3 separate regions of the Mus musculus genome follow, and regions 1 and 2 are each linked to region 3. Evidence: chromatin contacts called from public HiChIP or PLAC-seq and promoter capture Hi-C data. All regions are on one chromosome and are shown on one strand. The core of a region is the stretch at or near the end of the contact, and the rest is flanking DNA. Distances in the headings are between cores, read along the strand shown. Region 1 holds the start of 9530062K07Rik (RIKEN cDNA 9530062K07 gene). Region 2 has its middle 170 kb from the start of Gm36873. Region 3 holds the start of Depp1 (DEPP1 autophagy regulator).

What was found. Promoter capture Hi-C pulls out the DNA fragments that hold promoters and counts their contacts. HiChIP or PLAC-seq counts read pairs in DNA pulled down with a chosen protein or histone mark.
Region 1: an H3K27ac HiChIP or PLAC-seq map of embryonic stem cells shows a contact between it and region 3, with 2.3 times the contacts expected there. The contact joins the promoter of 9530062K07Rik here to the promoter of Depp1 in region 3. A contact is called at or near these places in 8 of 39 promoter capture datasets (the 3T3-L1 cell line, the C10 cell line, embryonic stem cells and 5 more), 1 of 484 Hi-C or Micro-C datasets (nephron progenitors), 4 of 115 datasets of contacts at active chromatin or transcription factors (embryonic stem cells and pancreatic cancer cells) and 2 of 9 other capture datasets (adipose tissue and liver).
Region 2: a contact with region 3 is called in a promoter capture Hi-C map of second pharyngeal arch cranial neural crest, with 4 times the contacts expected there. The contact joins the enhancer-like site here to the promoter of Depp1 in region 3. A contact is called at or near these places in 7 of 39 promoter capture datasets (the 3T3-L1 cell line, frontonasal cranial neural crest, hippocampal neurons and 3 more), 1 of 15 datasets of contacts at CTCF or cohesin (pro-B cells) and 7 of 484 Hi-C or Micro-C datasets (adipose-derived mesenchymal stem cells, cerebral cortex, embryonic fibroblasts and 2 more).

Annotation. Positions count from the first base shown.
Region 1 is chr6:116,205,442-116,209,504 of GRCm38.p6, reverse strand. It overlaps 9530062K07Rik (RIKEN cDNA 9530062K07 gene), which reads left to right and starts at 1,512. Exons shown (of 4, transcript NR_131013.1): 1 at 1,512-1,603; 2 at 2,248-2,351. It overlaps Washc2 (WASH complex subunit 2`), which reads right to left and starts at 1,472. Exons shown (of 31, transcript NM_026585.3): 1 at 1,378-1,472; 2 at 1,176-1,298; 3 at 387-551. The coding sequence starts at 1,298.
Region 2 is chr6:116,958,465-116,962,214 of GRCm38.p6, reverse strand. No RefSeq gene overlaps it. Among named protein-coding and RNA genes, the nearest start is that of Gm36873, 170 kb to the right of the region's middle. Within about 2 kb of position 2,279, at least 26 of the 459 cell types and tissues checked have an H3K27ac peak or open chromatin away from gene starts, as enhancers often do. A contact at or near this core is called in second pharyngeal arch cranial neural crest, where this site is marked.
Region 3 is chr6:116,648,143-116,652,036 of GRCm38.p6, reverse strand. Depp1 (DEPP1 autophagy regulator) reads right to left here and starts at 1,353. Exons shown (of 2, transcript NM_145980.2): 1 at 1,192-1,353; 2 at 1-344. The coding sequence starts at 339. All of the region lies in intron 3 of Rassf4 (Ras association (RalGDS/AF-6) domain family member 4), which reads left to right.

The DNA of each region.
Region 1 (4,063 bases), core at 263-2,762, 440 kb after region 3:
ACATGATGGACCTACATAAAGTCTCTAGGGACTGAAGGCAAAAGTGGGGCACGTGAGGCCAAGCCAGGCTTAGAGCTGACCATACTGAATGAGCACAGTGGCTTTTTTGAGAGGCACACAACTCTGCTCAAATGGTAATTGCCCTCAAAACTAAAAACAGAAAAACCAGCACGAGGCAAACCTTATTATTAGATGTTTTTAAAGGTTTGTAAAACCCATGAACTTTACTGATAAAAGACACTGATTTCAGAGAAAGGAGCTTCAGTTACCAAGAACCAATCTATCCACCAAAACTTAGAAGAGAACCTTATTATCATTATAAATGACAATAGTTCTTACTCCCCAAAAGGGATTATTCGAAAGTCAGATACCATAAAACAACTCACATTCTCAATGAACTGGGTATTAGACAGCATGAGGAAGTCATTGAACACATTATGCAGACGACAATGTGTGGCTTTGGTCTCCTGAATTAATCCATCCACCTGCTTCTTGATTTCATGAGTCCTGGAGATAGTCTGCTGTGAGAATTCCTGTAGAAACTGTAGTAGCTATTTTGAAAAGAAACATACACAAGTATCAACACTACATGTGATTTAAAGCAAAACAAACAAACAAAAAACCCCTCCCCTTTTGCCCCTATGTTAAGAAAAAGGGATGATACTGTTGATCTAAGGTCAGGTGACCCTGGAAAGCATTAAGAAAGCTCATCAGATAAGTTTGTCCAGAACACAAAACCAGTATCACATTTCTACAGGGATTTAAAGCCCTGTTTGGTTGTCACGCTCCAGAGACCACATAGTGTGACAAAACACCCCAAATCCCACTTGTATGAAAGTTCTGAGCTCTTAGGTCCCGAAGTGAGCAGATCTACTCAAAAATATGTGCTGCCCCATTTAGCCCCAGTTCTAATACAGAAGGGCCTCCGTAGAGACAAAGCAGTCCTTGGAGAGGGCAGAAACAGAATCTGCTCAGCAGGATGGCGTGGAGGGCAAGGTTGAAAAGCCACTGCACGGAAGGAAACCCGCGTCTGCGCGGCAGAGTGCTGGGTAGAAGCCCACAGGGCCGCCCTCCCCGGTGTCTGAGATTGCGCCTTTGAATACTGGAGGAAGCGTGTCCCCGAGGAGGGGTAACTACAACTCTGTCCCTCCCTTGGCCCCGGGTCCCCCGCTCACACCGGCGTCAGCCGCCAGAGACCAGTTCTGACTGCTGCGGCGGATCTCCTCCACCGACCAGGGCCGTTCCCACACCGGCTCGGATGCCGGAGGCCGCTCCGAGTCGGGGCTCGTCCGGTTCATCTACAGCGAGAAGGACAAAAAGAAGAGCTGAGTCTGGGGCGAAGGATCCAGCCCTGCCCTCCTGGGCCGCCGTCCTCACCACGATGACACCGCCACTCAGCAAGCTCCAAAGTGACTACGGGAGTGGCTACTACACTGCCCACCCAGCGCGGTGGTAATCACATGGTTCACGTCACGTGATGGTGTCCTCACGTGACCTGGGGCGCAGCCTCTGATCGGGAGCTATGGGTTAGTAGCTCCTGGGTAATTGGGTTTGACCAGAGAGAAGGTGTTTAAGCGGCCAGCTAGTGCGAAAGAGGCGGAAGGTACCAGTGGGGCCCATGCTGAGGAGTCCCGTGGCCTACCAGGTGGGAGCTGAAGAGGAAGGAGAGCGGAGGACGACTTCCTGGATGTGCGGCGGCTTTATTGATTATGCATGTGATGTGAGACTAGCCCAGGGCCACAGTGACCCTCAATGTGTACATCTGCTAACCGGTTTGGTTTCAGTTCAATGTGGATCCGCTTGAAATTCTTGAAACCCTCAGCTGAGATTCAAGGCCGGGAGGTGGAGGGGTAGAAATCGAAATCCAAAGCTCCCCTGGCTGTCCACTAGCACTTCCTTGTGAACAGACCCCTTTCTGAGTTGGTCTTGCCCAGACTGACTTTTAGAAATAACCCCTTATCTTTCCTTTTTGTGTGCCCGAGAACAAGTTACTTAGCTTCTTCTATAAGCTTTCTTCTGCATATTAAAGAAGCAATACAGCCGGGCATGGTGGCGCACACCTTTAATCCCAGCACTTGGGAGGCAGAGGCAGGCGGATTTCTGAGTTCGAGGCCAGCCTGGTCTACACAGAGAGAAACTCTGTCTCGAAAAATAAAAATAAAAAAGAAGCGATAATAGGTGTTAAAACAGATAGTGCCTGGTATATGGTGAGTGCTCACCTTAGATCTTATCATTTCTCCTGTGCAGATTATTTTTCCAACTTTCAGATTTTGCTTTGTGGCCACCTCCGTTGAAACCTCATTAAAGATTTCTCTTTGGTATGCAACTAAGACAAATGAAAACCTGCTCAGGTAAAAATCTGCAAGAATTTTCACTGTAGTGTTGATCCATACCCAGAAAGCAGAAGCAATCTAAATGTCCATCAGGTGACGAATGGATAAACAAAATGCTGTAGAACCACGCAATTCACCAAAAGAAATAAAATGCTGATATATGATAGGGCATGAATTAACCTAGAAATACTTCAATTGAAAGAGGTCAGTCATATACATGAGCACAGGTTATTCTATTTATATGAAATATCCAGAATGGATCAATCCAGAGAGAGGAAGTAGGTTGGTGGGGGCCAGGGATTGAGGAAAGAAGGGAATGGGGAGTTAACTGCTTATGAGCAAGTAGTCAGCTGTGAACTAGTAAAGCCAGGGTAAAGGCTCAGGTTGGTTTCTGTAGCATTAGTGTGATTGTATCTGTGTTGCTGTTAGGGTGAGCAGGTGTTATAGATAGACATTAGATTTAGGGTTATGATTAACATTGTGGTTATGGTGCTATTTTGGGGGTTAGGGTTAAGGTGGCTGTCTTAGTTATTTTTCTATTGTTATAATAAAAATTACCTCAGAAGCAACTCATAAAAGGAAGGGTTATAGTTAGGATTTAGTGTTACGGTTAATGCTGAGATAGTTGTGAATTATGGTTAGGAGAGCGTTAGTCTTAGGGTGAGCGTAACAGATGAAGGTTTAATTAGGATTAGGGCAGCCTTAATATTCATTACACAGCTGGGTATGGTAGCACACAATTTCTTTATCCCAACCCTGAAGAGGCATATCTAAACTGATACATGTTTGTGTGAAGGCAGCCTGGTCTTAGCTTAGTATTAGTGTTAGGGAAGGGTGTTTGACTAAGGTTAGCTTAAGAGTAGTTTTAATAGAGTTTAGAATACAGTTTGAGGTAAGCAAACCCCTTGAGACCTAATACTTGAAAGGCAGAGGTAGACAGATTATCTGTGAGTTTGAGCTCCAACTTCTCTACATAGAGAGTTCCAGGCCAGTCAGAGCTGCATGGTGGCATGATATCTCAAAAAAAAAAAAAAAAAAAAAAAAAGGTTAGGGTCAGAACTAGAATTATAGTTAGGCTTAGGGTTGAGGGTCAGGATCAGGTTAAGGGTTAGGGATTAAGGTTAGAGTTAAGGGCTAGTTATGGTTAAATATAGTGGTAAACTTTATACATAATCCTAACCCTTAAATAGAATGCTAAACCTAACCATAGTCCCTAACCAGAACCCTAATACTAACTCTACCCCTAATTCTAACCCTACCCTAGTCCTAACCATTGCTAAATCTAATCTTAACCCTAAACCATAGTGATAAAGTAACCTTAACCTAAAAACTATACAGAAAATTAACCATAATCTTTTTCATCTTAATCCTAACCCAAACCAAATACTAACCCTTAATTATAACCTTAAGCCTAAGTTACCGTCTTAGTTAGGATTACTATTGCTGTGATGAAACACCATGAACAAAAGCAGCTTGGGAAGGAAAGAGTTTATTTCACTCACAGTTCCATTTAACAGGTTGTCAAAAGCAGTGAGGGCAGGATCCCAAGCAGTATAGAAACCTGGAGGCAGGAGCTGATGCAGAGGCCATGAAGAAGTGCTGTTTATTGGCTTGCTCCTCAAGGTTTATTAGGCTTGCTTTCTTAAAAAACCAAAACCATCAGTCCAGGGTTGGCACTGCTCACAATAGGCTGAGCCCTCCCCGCCCCCATGGGCCATTAAGAAAATGCC
Region 2 (3,750 bases), core at 1,030-3,529, 310 kb before region 3:
GTGTCTTCTGTCTGCACATAGCATTTCCAGTTTTACATGAGAGTGTACTGAGCCTTTGAAAGTCTTCTATGGCTTTCTAATTGCCAAAATATCTCCCTGAAATTCCAGGCTGTTCTGCCAGGAATTGCTACCTGGACCAATAGTGCCAGGCTAACACTCTTCTGGGCCACTCCTTTCCTGTTTCGATCTTTATTTTGTTAAAAACACCATTGGCCATTCATTTTCACCCCCAAATCTAATTAAAGTCCCTAGCCCCTACAGCAGCAAATCTTCTGGTGTTCATGGCCAGCACTGCCCTGGTAAGTCCACACACTGAGCAGCCCTAGCAACTTCCAGCTGCAGGAGCCCCTGTTTGTGCTCAGGTTTCCAGTGGAACTTCATGCTGATTTGCTTTAAGTCTCTCTCCTCCTCCCCTCCTCTCCCTGCTCCTGCTCCCTTTCTCTCTCCCTCTTCCCCCACCCCCTCTCCCTGAGACAGGGTTTTGCTGTCCTGAACTCACAGAGATCTGTTTGCCCCTACTGGGACTGAAGGCATGTGCCAACACGGCCTGGCATCAGTCACTCTCCAGAGACTAAAATGCTCATTGTTGATAATTTTGTTTAATTTTAGACCTGTCTGTTTAAGGTATAACTATTGTTGTTTTTTGCTTGTTTTTGCTATCATTCTCTTGACCCTAGCCAGAAATGCAACCTGCTTTTAACTAAGGTACAGGTAAATTAATATATTTTCTTTTATATTCTTTTTAATGTTGCAGTTTTCTACAAAAATAAAAAAAAAAAAATAACCTTTTCTGGGCTGGAAAGAGAGCTTTCTAGTTTCCCAGAGGATCCGAGTTCAGATCCCAGCACCCACTAATGGCTAATATATGCTTGTAACTCCTGTTCCAGGGGATCCAATGCCATGTTCTGGATTCTGAACACGAACACACACACATGAGTACTGACACAGATACACATGCACACATACATACAAATACACACACGCATGTATGCATGAATGCAATGCATATAAATACACATACATACAAACAAAATTAAATATTATCTTAATTAAAAAATATTTTCCCTCCCTTTCTTAGCTCCAAATATTTTCTCTTAAATTTGCTTATTTAGCTTTTAATTCACTTGGAATTGAATATTTTGTACACCCTACTATAGGTTCTGTTTTTTTCTTTTTCCTTATGTAAAGATTACATACATTTCTAATCCAAATCAGAAGGACACTATTTTGAGATAACCACAATTTTTAATATGTTAAAAAGGGGATGTGATACAGACTAAATGAGAATTCATGTACTTTATGATGTGGGAAAAAGCTCTTGACAAGGCCCCTGGGCCACGAGGACAGGCAGTTTTGTGGCCCAGGTCAGTCATATACCTCGTAGTTAAAAATAGCTAGGGATGGGGATTCCCCAAGAGTCAGTGTTTTCTTTTCCTCCTTTGATTGCCCCAGTGACCCCCAACCAAGGGCTCTAACCCTAGAATGTTCGTCAGTCTTGATGAGGTAGATTATGGGTACCAAAGTCAGCTTAGTTTTATTTAAGCTAAACCCCAAATCCACAGTATGTGCTTGACAAACCCTTTCCTGGTTTTTTGGAAGTGCCTGACTTTAAGCACTTGCTATTCCCTTGCTTGCAGTTTCTATCTTGCTGCCTCTGTCTCACCCCATGTCAGTCCACCCGATTAAATCAGACAGAAGTTTTGAAGATTCCAGAGGCATTTAGAGCACACCATCTTCTATCTGTGTCTATTGTGTCACTAACATCTATACCCACTTCAGCTCAGGCCAGTGGCGCTCACGCTCACACCAGTCACTCAACATGACTTTGGACACTGTCAAAAGTGTAAAGTCAGAAATAAAAACAAAAAGCTAACACTCTACTGCTCTGTTAGATGTGACTGACATTATGAAATGTGCGTGTCTGTTTGTGTGCTTGTGGGTGCACACGTGCGTGCCTGGTTATGCATGTGCGTATGCAAGCACATGTGTGTTCATACAACTTCTGACAGCATCTAGACACCAGCTCAGTAAATAATGTTCACGTTCTTCTCCTTGTGTTACAGCGAAACCTTCTGGAAGAACCTATTCCAAGCATCCCACGGGTAGGCACAGGTTAGATGAGCTTCCTGAGTCCTATCTAACCCTTTTCTCTTTCCACCGGCCTCACTTTCATCCTGCTGGGAGCCTGTTAGTATGCAGAAGCATAAAGTCGTACCCTGTTTCCTGTTAGCCATCCTCTGTCTCACTCGCACTTGGAGGACTGAAACATAAAGTGAAAACAGGACCCTGGCTTTCCAGGACATAGCTACGCTTTTGGAGACAGCGTTTTGTTGGCCTTGCTTTGCCAGCACATCTGTTTGCCATTAGCCGCCATTCAAATGAACTCGTCATGTTTTGTTCCTAATGAACCGCTGTGGGTGGAATGGGGCTTATGGGCTTCATCGTTCTAACGGGCTTGTTCACCACAGAGGACATCTCCCAGCATGTGTCCATGTTCACAGTCCTGGGTTCACTTCGAATGACCCTCTGTAGCCTGGTAGGGGCACAGGGCCAGAGACGCAGCCCCAGGAATGGCTTCTTTGACTAAAGCACGCAGTGGCTACGCTCTGCAGATGCCCGATTGTAAACGTACAGCTGTTTTCTTCCCAACAAAAAAATGACAAAATTCCCCTTGCTCTCACCTCAGGTTACAGAAGAACCCTCTGTACTGCCATTAGTGAGTGTCTACTGTGTCCCCACTGTGTGAATCACTCACTGTTCACCATCTTCACAACAGACATAGGACTTCAGACTGGCATTATGGAAGCTCATGTGACAGTGGAGGGAACGGGAGCTCCACAAAATTGAAAACTTGGCCCAAATCAGAGCAAAGACTAGAGCTGCCAGCCCTCTGTGGTCCTGTCCCGAGCACTTTGAGTAAGTGATCATCATGTGCCTTCTTGTTGGCTAGAAACACATGGTGGACCCAACCTTAGAGATCAGGACTTGCTGGGACCCAAGCCCACAGGCTCACACTGAATGTTGAACACTAGTCCATAGGAAGAATGTGTTTTCTATGTTCCTTATGGAGGCTGAGTGAGGGAACTGAATTTGAGTCAAACCTCAGTTTTTACATGGTGTTTGATCGTGAAGTCATTCTGCCTACGTGTCACAGGTGTAAAGGAAGAATAACTATGAAGATTCTACAAATACACAGGATTGTTTTCAGAGTCTAATTCTGTATCTATTAGGTTTTCAGAGACTAATTCCGTCTCTGATTACAAAGTACACAGCTGTGTTTAAAGTAAGGATGCCTTGATGCAAAGAGAGGGTTGGCTTTCACCAGAGCTTATAACCTCATAATGAGACATGAGAAACACTGTGTATAATATTCGGTGTACAAATAAGTCCAGGAGACCCCTGCTCAGTTCTCCTTCCTTCCTTGGCACTGGGTGATTATGGGCCCACTGTCCATTCGTTCCCCTGCCTTGGAGATGCCCTGTGATGGGCTTTTCCAGGTGCATCTTCGTTGGGGTTTACCGATGACAGCAAGCTCAGCCACATTCCCCTTCACCAAACCCTCAAAGCCGTAGGACTCAACATGAACTTATCTAAGCTCTAAGCCTTGCTCTTTTGCACCCAGAGTTCCTCTGTTCTTCATCCTTTGCGATCCGACTCTCTCCCAGAGCTTGCCATGCGGCATTATAATGCAAAAGCTTTTAATTGCTGCCTTTCTAAGATCAAGCCATTCACATACATTCTTCCGGATAA
Region 3 (3,894 bases), core at 104-2,603:
CTGTGACTTCCCAAAGAGCCAGTCCAGAGGGTTGTCAGTGCCGGGAGAGGGCAGTGTGGGCTGCAGGCTGCTGACGCAAAGAGAGCTGTCTCCTGGAGACTCGGCCTGGCGCCTCTTCTCTCGAGTCCAGGCTGGCCGGGAGGGTCTGTTGGGACGGCTCTGGGCTGTGACCTTGTCCAGCACTGAGGTGGGCTGTGCCAGCTGACAGATACACCTGACGTAGTCATCCAGGCTGGGGGACGCTGGGGGTTCCTGCCCAGCTGCCCCATGTGACAGCTCTTCTGACATTTCCCGAATCGTTGGCAAATGGGGCACGGGCAGCAGAAGCCGGGACCTCATAGCTGCTAATAAAGCAAAAGCAACCTGTTAGCCAAGAGGAAACCAGTGGCGAGCCCGCCATGCCACCCTGACACCCTCCTACTTCCTCTCCCTCATCGGAGATGCTACACGGGGCTCGGGTACCCAGAAAACAATAAGAAACCTGCAGATCTGAGACCAAGGCTCACCCCCCTGCCCCCACCCGCACTCATCCTTCCAGCTACCACCAAAGTACCCAGCTCACTAAGGCTTCATCATTAGTGTTGTTTAAGAATAGCCAGATAGTCGGGGCTCAGTGGTAAGGGTACTTATTCTTGCAGAGAGCCTGAGTTCAGTTCTTAGCACACACATAGTGGCTCTAGCCATCTATAAATCAAGTTCCAGGGGTCTGACTGGCATGTGTGTAGCACACATACATTAGTGTAGGCAAAATATCCATGCATATAAAATAAAATAAATTAATTAAAAATTTTAAAATGAAGAACGAACAGGTAAGAAAACGGGGGGGGGGGTATTAATGTGGGGTCAGAGAACACCTAGGTTTTAAACTCGTCTCTGCCACTTAATGACTTAGAGACTGGCAATGTCACCTCTCTAAACCTCTAATTACTTGTCTGAAAAATAGGGTTATAAACATCCCACTGGCAGGGATATATGGGGAAATTCACGGAGACATAGCTTTGACATCACAGCTCTCCTGTAAACACAAAGGCCTTGTATAAACACCTTATTATCATAGTGGTCGGTGGTACCCACCCCCCTGCTCTCTATCCAGTAGTCAGGCCGTGAAAGCTCGGGATGAGAGATGCTCTCAGAGATAAACTAGCCCCGTGTTTTAAAAGTGTCAAGCCAAAGGGTGGCTGCTCTTCTTACCTGTAAGTCAGCAGTCAGGGTGGCAGGAGTCTAGATGGGTAAAGACTGTCTCCTCTAAAGGAAGCCCCAGAGGCGGGCAGTCACAGCCGGGTCTCTAGCTCTTGGTCCCTGGGAAGAGGACAGTCAGGACGATGTGCTGTGGTTTCTTCCCCTGTGCGGTCTGGCAAACCCAACACACACTGCTGCTTTTACACGGTTCCTCCGGTCATCAATCATTGTCAGGAAAAGCTCAAAATAACAGCACTTTGGAAGGTTCTCAGGGGAAAGCACAGAGGGTGGGGCTTGGCCCAGCTGCCAGCCTGGAATTTGTGTATGTGCCTGCAGGAGGTTGGGAAATATTTACACTGTAGGGTGAGGTGTGGGGCAGCCACCTCACCTGACTTAGACAGCTTTACTATGGGTAGAGAGCAAAGCCAGCCTGGGGGTTCCTGGGACCTGGGGACTGCTGGAACCTGGGACCTCCATAGGACCCCCATGGGCTTCCACCCCTGTCTGGTATAGCACAGTATTTTCTACTATGGATTACCCCAGGACCTGTGATCCTGTGACACGCCAGCCTTGTGCTAAGTTTTGCTGAGTTCCAGGCCTACACTTATGATCATGATAACACATGAGGCTTGCAGGGTGAGGGACATCACCTTACACAAGTGCCGGGGCAGCTTGACAGTCTGTCTGACTTCTCTCATAACATCTCAGATACTTTCAAGGAGAAATTTGCTTGCCCGTTGTTGGCCAGGCATGTGCCAGTGACTGCTAATGGCATAGCAAATACTGTGGACAAATCACCACGTATGATGCCTGTTTCCCAGTGAGAAGGATTATGGAGTCATCAGTGGGCAGGCGCAGTGACTCAGCACTCAGGATGGCTGCAAAATAGAGCGCCGAAGGGCTGTGGAGCAGCAGAAGAGGGGGTGGTCCAGGTCAGGTGGGCCAGATGATACCAAAGCAAGGGCAAGGCACTATAGGTTTGAGTAAGGAGCTGTAGTGTGGCTTCTGCCAGATGCCATGCTCGGGCAAATGACAGCAGCTGTGAGAAACCAGGGGACTCCAAGGGTGATACCAACACAGTGGCAGCTGAAGGCAAGATGGACAGCCCTGGGAAGGAACCGGCTTTGCGTTTCTCAGGCCTCAGCGCCTCTGCTCACCTACCCTCAGAAGCGGGAGGAAGAGGAGTTACAGAGGGAACAGTACGTTCAGGTCTGATACATGAGGGCTGGACAGACACTAGCCTCCTGCAGCATGGTGAGCTGCTGGTCTTGTGTCTATGCATTCCAAGTGTAGCATTAGAGTCATGGGTAAAGGCATGGGGACATTGGAGATACTGAACAATGCTTAAGTCAGGTGACAATTCCCAACTTACACCTGAATGATTCCACAGGACTCCAGCCTTTTGCCTGACTGTTTAGGCAAACACTGTGAGGCCGTATCAGGAAGCTGTGTGTGGTTTTGATAGCCTTAGACTCTTCTCTCTGTGGTCAGTGAGGTGTTTGAAACTAGGCATGACTGTTAGCCGACCATGAGATCCACACTGTGAGTGGGGGTGAGGCCATCCCCACGTGAAGGTTCTCATGACATCCCTGTTTTCACGGGGGCTTTCCAGGACAATGAAGAGAGAGGAGACTCCATGGGGCAGTGGGTGGGGCATGATTTCACTTAAGTGTAGTGTGGAATCCAAAATAACTCAAATGCATAGAGGCAGAAAGAAGGAAGATGGCTATCAAGAGTGGTAGGGAAGAAAGAGAAGTAGGGACCCCAGTTCTTCCAGATGAATGAATCTTAGAGATCCACGGGGCAGCACCAGGCCCACTGCAATCCCCTGTGCTGTACGTTTAAGTAGCCATTAAGTATGTGAGTCTTCAGACCTCACTTAGCACACCCTTCACCACCATGCCTTAGCATCACTCCATAGCAGAGACCTAATCGCAGGCTTTGCTTAGCTTCCTGTTCCATGGATTAGGAAGCTTGGCTGAACTCTTAATTAGACCCCACGTCATCACCATCATCCGTTGTGTTCTCAAACATCTTCAGTGTGCGTGTTAGCCATCATGAATCATGGTTAGTAGGCCTATCCATGCCACCATCCAAGATGGGAACTGTGTGGCAAATAGATATGAAAAGAGATTAGTTACGGTTTAAGCGGTAACTGGATGTAGAACATCACTGAATAAATACCCAAAGAGAAGAGAAGAGAAAAGAGGTACGGGGAGAATAGGGGTACATGTGGGACTCTTATATTAAATGTTCTTGGCCCAAGACGTATATGTAAATAAATAAAATATAGGGTGAGAGCCATGAGAGAGTGAGGCTGGAGTCTCTCAGTGGTGCCAGAGGTTTCAGGTAGGTCCCGGACAGTACAGTTGCTCATGGAGTAATCATAGAGTACAGGGAGCCTAGAGAGTCCCATGAAGAGAGAGAGGCTGGAAATACGTCAGAGACAAAGAACCAAGGACCGAAGAAGTTTGAGCCAGAGTCAGGAGGGTGCCTGTGGGGTGGAATACTGTGGGTTGAGTAGCAGTCCTTTCATTTGGAGACCTAAGGAAGTCGGAGAAGGCTGAAGGTTCAGTATGAAAATAGCATGAAATACTCATGATAGACCATGGAAATGTCCCAGAAGTGTTAGGCAAACCAGCATCCACCATTAGGGGAAAAAAAAGGCAGTTGGCATTGCCACTGATGGATGTGTGGAGAGAAAAACAAGGCAGG